2 separate regions of the Larimichthys crocea genome follow, and region 2 is linked to region 1. The links are chromatin contacts, called in public Hi-C maps. All regions are on one chromosome and are shown on one strand. The core of a region is the stretch at or near the end of the contact, and the rest is flanking DNA. Distances in the headings are between cores, read along the strand shown. Region 1 holds the start of LOC104931507 (NACHT, LRR and PYD domains-containing protein 3). Region 2 holds the start of LOC104934909 (E3 ubiquitin-protein ligase TRIM39).

Region 1 (3,162 bases), core at 254-2,753:
TCCAACACAAACAGAAGTTTAAATTCACTCTTGTCAAAATCACGGTTTCCTGATGCCTGAAGTTTGATGAAAATGTCTTGAAGCTCCTTATCCGGCATGTCTTTGGTTTCCCAGATACATGTGTGGATCAGCTCTGTCAAACGAAACTTTTCTGCCTTTAGCAAATTCAGTTCACGGAAAGTGAAGGGGAATATCAGGTGCACATCTTGATTCGTTCTCTGCTCAGCCCAGTCCAGCACAAACTTATTTACAAGGATTGTTTTGCCAATTCCTGCAACTCCAGTCGTCAGCACTATTCTTACGGCTTTCTGTTTTCCAGTAGGGCTTTTGAATATGTCACTCGGTTGAATTGGCCTCTCCGTCTCTGCTACCCTTCCCTTTATCATCCCAATCTGCACGACCTCATGTTGCTCATAGATGTGTGTTTCCCCCCCGGCTGTGATGAACAGCTCCGTGAAGATGTCACTCAGGCACTGCTCATCCTTCCTCTCCGTCATGCCCTCTTGAGCACATCTAAACCTGTTCTGGAGGTTCGACTGGAGATTGCGTTGGTACAGTATGATCTGTTCTGGAGGCTCTGGCGCTGGAGTCTCGTCACCTGTGAGGACGAAAATGGCATCCATAGCAAAGTCAGTGTACTAAAGCAGTTTACTAAAAATTTGAACCCCAACCCAATGTTTGTTAATCTGACGACTACAGACGACCATCTAGGAAGTCATTGTTGGATGACCCAACTTTCTGTCATCATCTATCAGATCAACAAACTACATAACATAGTCAAACAGTAAGGAGAAGAACAAATACATGTTTTGCATCAATGCAAGCAGTCAGTGCCATTTTGGCTCTTCTTTCAATGAAGACCTTTGATAGTCACCATTGTTGTTTTCAAGGAAACAGTCAACCACATTTATAGCTTGTAGCTGCCAGCTGCTCCTCATAGGACATTCGCTGGTTTGTAACCACATACATGAGACTTCCAAAACAAAAAAACGAAGGGCACCATGCTGCCTTTCACAGTTCATGGCTTACCTTGTGGTTCTGAGCATCTTTTTGACAATTTCTCCACCAGATCTAACCTCCCCATCTTGCTTAAAATCTTCTGGGCCACCTCCACAGCCTGCTGGTTGTGTGTCTGCACCATTACATTTACTGTCTCCAGATAGTCCGCCCCATCTAGCCGGTACTTTCTGATTGGGGTAAAGCCATCTCCGACCTGCAGTTTCCACTTGAATTTTTTTAGCTCTTCACGTCCCAAATTTTCCAGAGTGTCAGCAAGCAGCTCTTCAACCCTCACCATCTCTGCTCCCTGTAAGACCAGACCAGTGTACCACTGTTGTTCATGCAAGGTCACTAATTACTTCTTGCATTCAAACAAATTCCCCCTGATATGTCACCAGTATTTACCTGTGTGGTGTGAGCTCTATGGGTGTTGGTAAATCACTAGGTGGATTTAAGTGTGCTGGTCTCAAATGTCCACAATCATTTCTTATTCCAGGTTCTTCACAACAGGAACTCCAGTTTGCACCTTTTGGGGAAAATACCAACAAAAATCAACCAAACTTTATATTTTTAGTTGCAACCGCCTTGTCTGAAGCGCAGAGAAGATGAACGGGCGGTATCTACATGTGTGGTTTCCACTGTAAAGTACAGAGGAGGAGTTAAATGTGTAAAATGACCAACAAAAGTCATCATCATCACTCACCACTTATCATATACTGTAAAAGAGTCATCATCTTCTGACCTGTGAGCATTTAAAATTAGAGTCATTGTGTAATAAAACATATTACGGTAAAGCTTTTGTATAAAAGTTAATCATTGGCTTATTCACTGTTCGTGAGTCCTGTCATTATCCAGGATGGAGTTATGATAACAATGACGTGTTTTGATAAGACTATTATGGTTTACGGGAAAACGGGGGAATACTGTGGAAGGCATGGTGGAAGGAGGGGTGTGTTATCAGTCATCTACTTTCGGTTTCCTTTTTTACTCATTTGTTTTCTCTGTGGTTTAAAAAACGCGTAACCTCATCCCAGTTTGATCCAGGTCAAATATTAGTAATGAAAAACGGAAATCATTGGCATTAAAAATGTGAAACATAATACTACTAGAAGTTTGATTATGAAACAGACTTATGCCTCTATAATCGCCTACATAAACAAACAAGTCCATCAGCTAGACGACTGGCTATTTGAATGTAGTTCATGCCAATTAATAATTAATAAATAGAAGTCCAATGTCTGCATCAGAACCATCTCATTATCAGCAAAGAGTTTATGATAAATTTATATGACGTGTTTCACATTATTGCAGCAAACCAAAAACATTCTTGCTCGTGTTAGACATCTTATTCAAGATACTAAATATTCTAAATATTTCGGCTTAACTTTGGGTGTAAAATGATGCAGAAGACATTAGAGAATATTTCCAGATGATGGAAAGTGTTAGGTTTGAATATGTCATTCACTGTAAACATCATAGAGCTACTTGATAACTTTAAAGCTACTTAAAGGTAAGTTCTATATTATTTATGTACAATAATAAATGGGTAAAAGTGTGTTAGACAGTCAGCTATTAACATGGTGTGAAACGTTGTTTCTTTGTTATCAGTTTAAAAGTCATTATTACTTTTCTGTTGAGGTATTAAAGGCGTGTTTTTTTGTTTTAGTTGGTGCATAGCAGTGTAACATGAGCTCACCATGGAAAATAAACTGCTTTCCACTAAGCTCGGATCCCTAATTCGATCTACTGTAACAGCCAGCCAGCAACCAGGATTATTTGTAGCTATTACATGATTTAACATCGACAAACACTGATCGGTTCACAGACTAACATGCATAAATATGCAACAAAAAAAAAAGTGCATAAAAAACATAATGGTGTTTGTAAATTAGGACACAGTTAAGTTAAGAGATTCAGAAAAATTACTTACTCAAGTTACTCCAAAGAACGACATCCCAGCAGGTTTGTCTTGACAAAAATCAAATAAAAATGTCTTAAATGTATGTAACAAATGCTTTAAAATTAAGGTTACATTCTAGATCACATATCTCATACAAGAGAGACAAGACAAGTTTCGTTCTTCTCCTTCCTCCAACTTCTTATATCAGTCCTGGCAGAGTTTTACTGTGTCTATAAAGCTTTGACAGGAAAACACAGGTCAAA
Region 2 (3,374 bases), core at 776-3,275, 290 kb before region 1:
CTGCATCGAGGTCAGTCCGAGCAGGCTTTGTGGTTTGCGTCAGGTCGAGGTTGGATCACAACACAAATGAACTGCTCCAGAATGCATTGGGTCAAAGAGTCACGGTTACTTCTACAAACTGTGATCTTCAAACAAATGAAGTCAAATTTAACCAGACTAAATAAAGCAATGTATTTACAAAGAGCATTCAGCTTCTTCTTTTTAGTCACTTGGTGGTAGAAATGATCACAGGGGCAGAATTTATGCCGTCGTCACTAAGCCCAGGACTGACGAACGGGTAGAGTTTCCCAGTGAACGAGCAGCCGGTGAAGGAGTAGATCAGAGCGGCAGCATCCACGTCGAAAAAGGAGACGAGTCCCTTGTCATAATCCACAAACACTCCCACCTTTTCTGGCTTTGAATTCAGAGACAGAGGCAGAGGAAAGCCAACGAGAGCTGCGTATTCACCTCTGTTCTTTGACCACACAGTCCAGTGTCCGTTTTCTGGGCACACTGGGATGATTCCCTTCCTCTTGATCGACTCTTGGGTGACTCCTAAAATCCATCTAGTCTTCTCTTTAACTTGAGCCTCGAAGTAAAACCTTCCAGAAGAGAAACCTTGTTTTCCTAAAACGTAACAGCTAGGATTGAATCTCTTAGGATCGTCTGGGGGATTCCTCTTCTTCACGATGCCGTGATGGACTTGTTTGCCATCGTCGGACACGATGAGAGCAGCGTGTGCCGTGTCCGGATCCAGAGTCACGTCCACCGCGAACTGCTTGAACCTGTTTAGCTCAGCCTCGTGGAGCAGCTTCTTCATCTCTAAGCCGAGCATCTCCTCCAGCTGGTCCAGAGCTTCCTTCACAATTCCCTCAAACGACTGAAGAGTCACGTTTGCCTCCCTCCAATCTTTGAGTGCAGAAGAATCCAAGGACCCAAAGCTTTGGAGGAAATAAAGGTGGTCATTGGATACTGAGAGCTGTTCCACCTCACCGCGCCTCTTCATCAGCTCAGAGATCTCCTGCTCCAGGTCGTGGATGATCCCTTCGGCCTGTTTTTCTGTCGTTTTATGCTTCTTTTCAATCACCTCAACGAGCTCGGCTTGGACTGTTTCCAGGTACTTTATCAGAGTGTTGAAGACCAGAACACCGACCTCCCTCTCTTGGTCTGCAGCGTCCTTGCTGAGTTTCACAGTGTGTTTGATATCCCGGATCTTCATTCGCCTCTCATGGATCATCTGGTGGATTTGAATCTCCTTCTTGCCCAGCTCGGTCTTCTTTCTCTCAAACTGTTCTTTCAGCGGGATGATTTGATGCGACTTGTGGTCTAGAACGGGGCATAGCATGCACACACAGGTCTGATCCGTCTTACAGAAGAGCTCCATCGGTTTGTCGTGTATCGGGCACATCCTGCCCTCCAGGTTCTCCACGGGATCAGTCAGCTGATGTCTTTTCAGGCGCGACGCCGTCAGATGTGGCTCCAGGTGAGTCTCGCAGTACGACGCCAAACACACCAGGCAGGACCTGACGGCTTTCATTTTGGTCTCGGTGCAGAAGTCGCAGGGAACTTGTCCCGGTTTAGCATCTTGTGAGCCGCTTCGTCCGGCCGACTGTTTGAACTGCGCAGCCATCTCAGATATGACGGTGTTGACCCGCAGATCAGGTTTTTTATTGAACTCCTCTTTGCACGAGGGGCACTGACACTGGACCTTGGTGCCCCAGTGCTGCGTGATGCAGTGTTTGCAGAAGTTGTGTCCACACGGTAACGTGACCGGAACGGTGAACACGTCCAGGCAGATGCCACATAGAAGCTGATCCTCAGTCAGCAGACAGCCAGCAGCCGACATGTCGACACTCTGAAGACATTAAAACACATTAAAACACTGTCATTACACAATAATCTATTACGACTGTCTCAACCAATTAATAACCAACTGTACTCACCGGTGCTGGGTGAAGTCTTCCTGGTCGGTTCTGTTCTGTGCAGGACTGCAGCTCTGTTTGCCGTCCTTCGCTTCTCTGACTCAGTCTCAGGTGTGGCTGCGCCTCTTTCTGCAGGTAAACCAGTTTGGCTGAAACTTCTGGGAAGTTTGTCACATTACTTCATCTTCTGGCTCAGGTCCAAAGTAAAGCTTTAATTTATTTTTGACTCTTGAAGAGTTATGTCGCTTTGTATTGATAGAAAACTAGATCAGCTCTGATCACATGGTGCATCGTCGTCACCACGTGTTGTTGGAGTGCAGATGTTGCCACGCTGTGTGACTTCATCACAATGCAGCGTTTGTTCTGTTGGAGCTTTTTAAAATAAAACGTACACATGTTGGTTTGGGTAGTTTCGTGGTGTGACCACTCAAAGCAAAGCAGAAACTTTGCACATATCCACAGAGTGAATCGCTCCAGCAGAGTGGAGGGTCTGTGGGTGTGGAAAGCGAGCCCATCGTCACTGGAGACTTCTTCTGCTAACTTGTGGTTTCTGCTCATCTGAATCTTCTTCTCCTTTGGGCTTTTCCCATCAGGGGTCGCTACAGCGAATCAGTTGCCTCCATCTCACCCTGTCTACCTTCATGTCGTCTTTCACTGCATCCATCCTACGAACACGCCTTCCTCCTCTCCTCCTTCGAACCAACAGTAGTCCAGTTTCCACCGATGGCGGTCGTTGTTAACCCGGGCCTCGATCGATCCGGTATGGAAGTCATAGACTCGATTCGCATGTTTGATTTGGCCCTTCCTGACACAACCCTCTGTATTTACAATAAGACACTGGCTTGTGCCCCTTTCTCTGCTAATCTGAATGGGGATAAAATAATTTGATTGTTTGGACATGCTGGCTCCTCTCAGAGATGATGACCCAACAGCTGCCACGTTACTTATTGCTGCACCGATATGTCCTTTATTGTTTTTTTACCTTTGTTGTACAGAAGGTGACTCAGTCTGTCTCAGAACTTTTGGATGTATTTCACCGCCATGACGTCGGCGATCCTCTGATGTTTCCGAGCTTTGACATTTCTTCTTTTGTGTGAACTGTTCCATGAGCGTGACGACACGTTCACGCCCTGCTCGGGAAAAAACTTTCCTTAAATAAATTTTCATCAATCTAATTTAGATTTGTGGTTTTAACTTTTTCCATTACAGAGTGAGCATGCAGGGCTTCACACACACCTGAGTCCATCCATCACACACACACACACACACACACACACACACACACACACACACACCTCGCTGTCGTCATTTTGGATTGTCGGTCTCATTCATGAATGACATTAATAACCTCACTATGTGTGTGTGTGTGTGTGTGTGTTGACCCACATTTCCTAATAGCTTCTCTTATATGTTGTGAATTTATAATGACACTGACACCTCTAATATATTCTTAATGACCCCTGTAATGTAGTG

The links. Hi-C and Micro-C count contacts between places; a contact is called where the count stands out from the background.
Region 2: a contact with region 1 is called in a Hi-C map of muscle, with 5 times the contacts expected there. The contact joins the promoter of LOC104934909 here to the promoter of LOC104931507 in region 1. A contact is called at or near these places in 6 of 7 Hi-C or Micro-C datasets (all in muscle).

Annotation. Positions count from the first base shown.
Region 1 is chrX:235,218-238,379 of L_crocea_2.0, reverse strand. It overlaps LOC104931507 (NACHT, LRR and PYD domains-containing protein 3), which reads right to left and starts at 1,503. Exons shown (of 7, transcript XM_010746524.3): 1 at 1,405-1,503; 2 at 1,030-1,306; 3 at 1-598. The coding sequence starts at 1,297.
Region 2 is chrX:521,047-524,420 of L_crocea_2.0, reverse strand. LOC104934909 (E3 ubiquitin-protein ligase TRIM39) reads right to left here and starts at 2,025. Exons shown (of 2, transcript XM_010750672.3): 1 at 1,923-2,025; 2 at 1-1,834. The coding sequence starts at 1,825. The coding sequence ends at 206.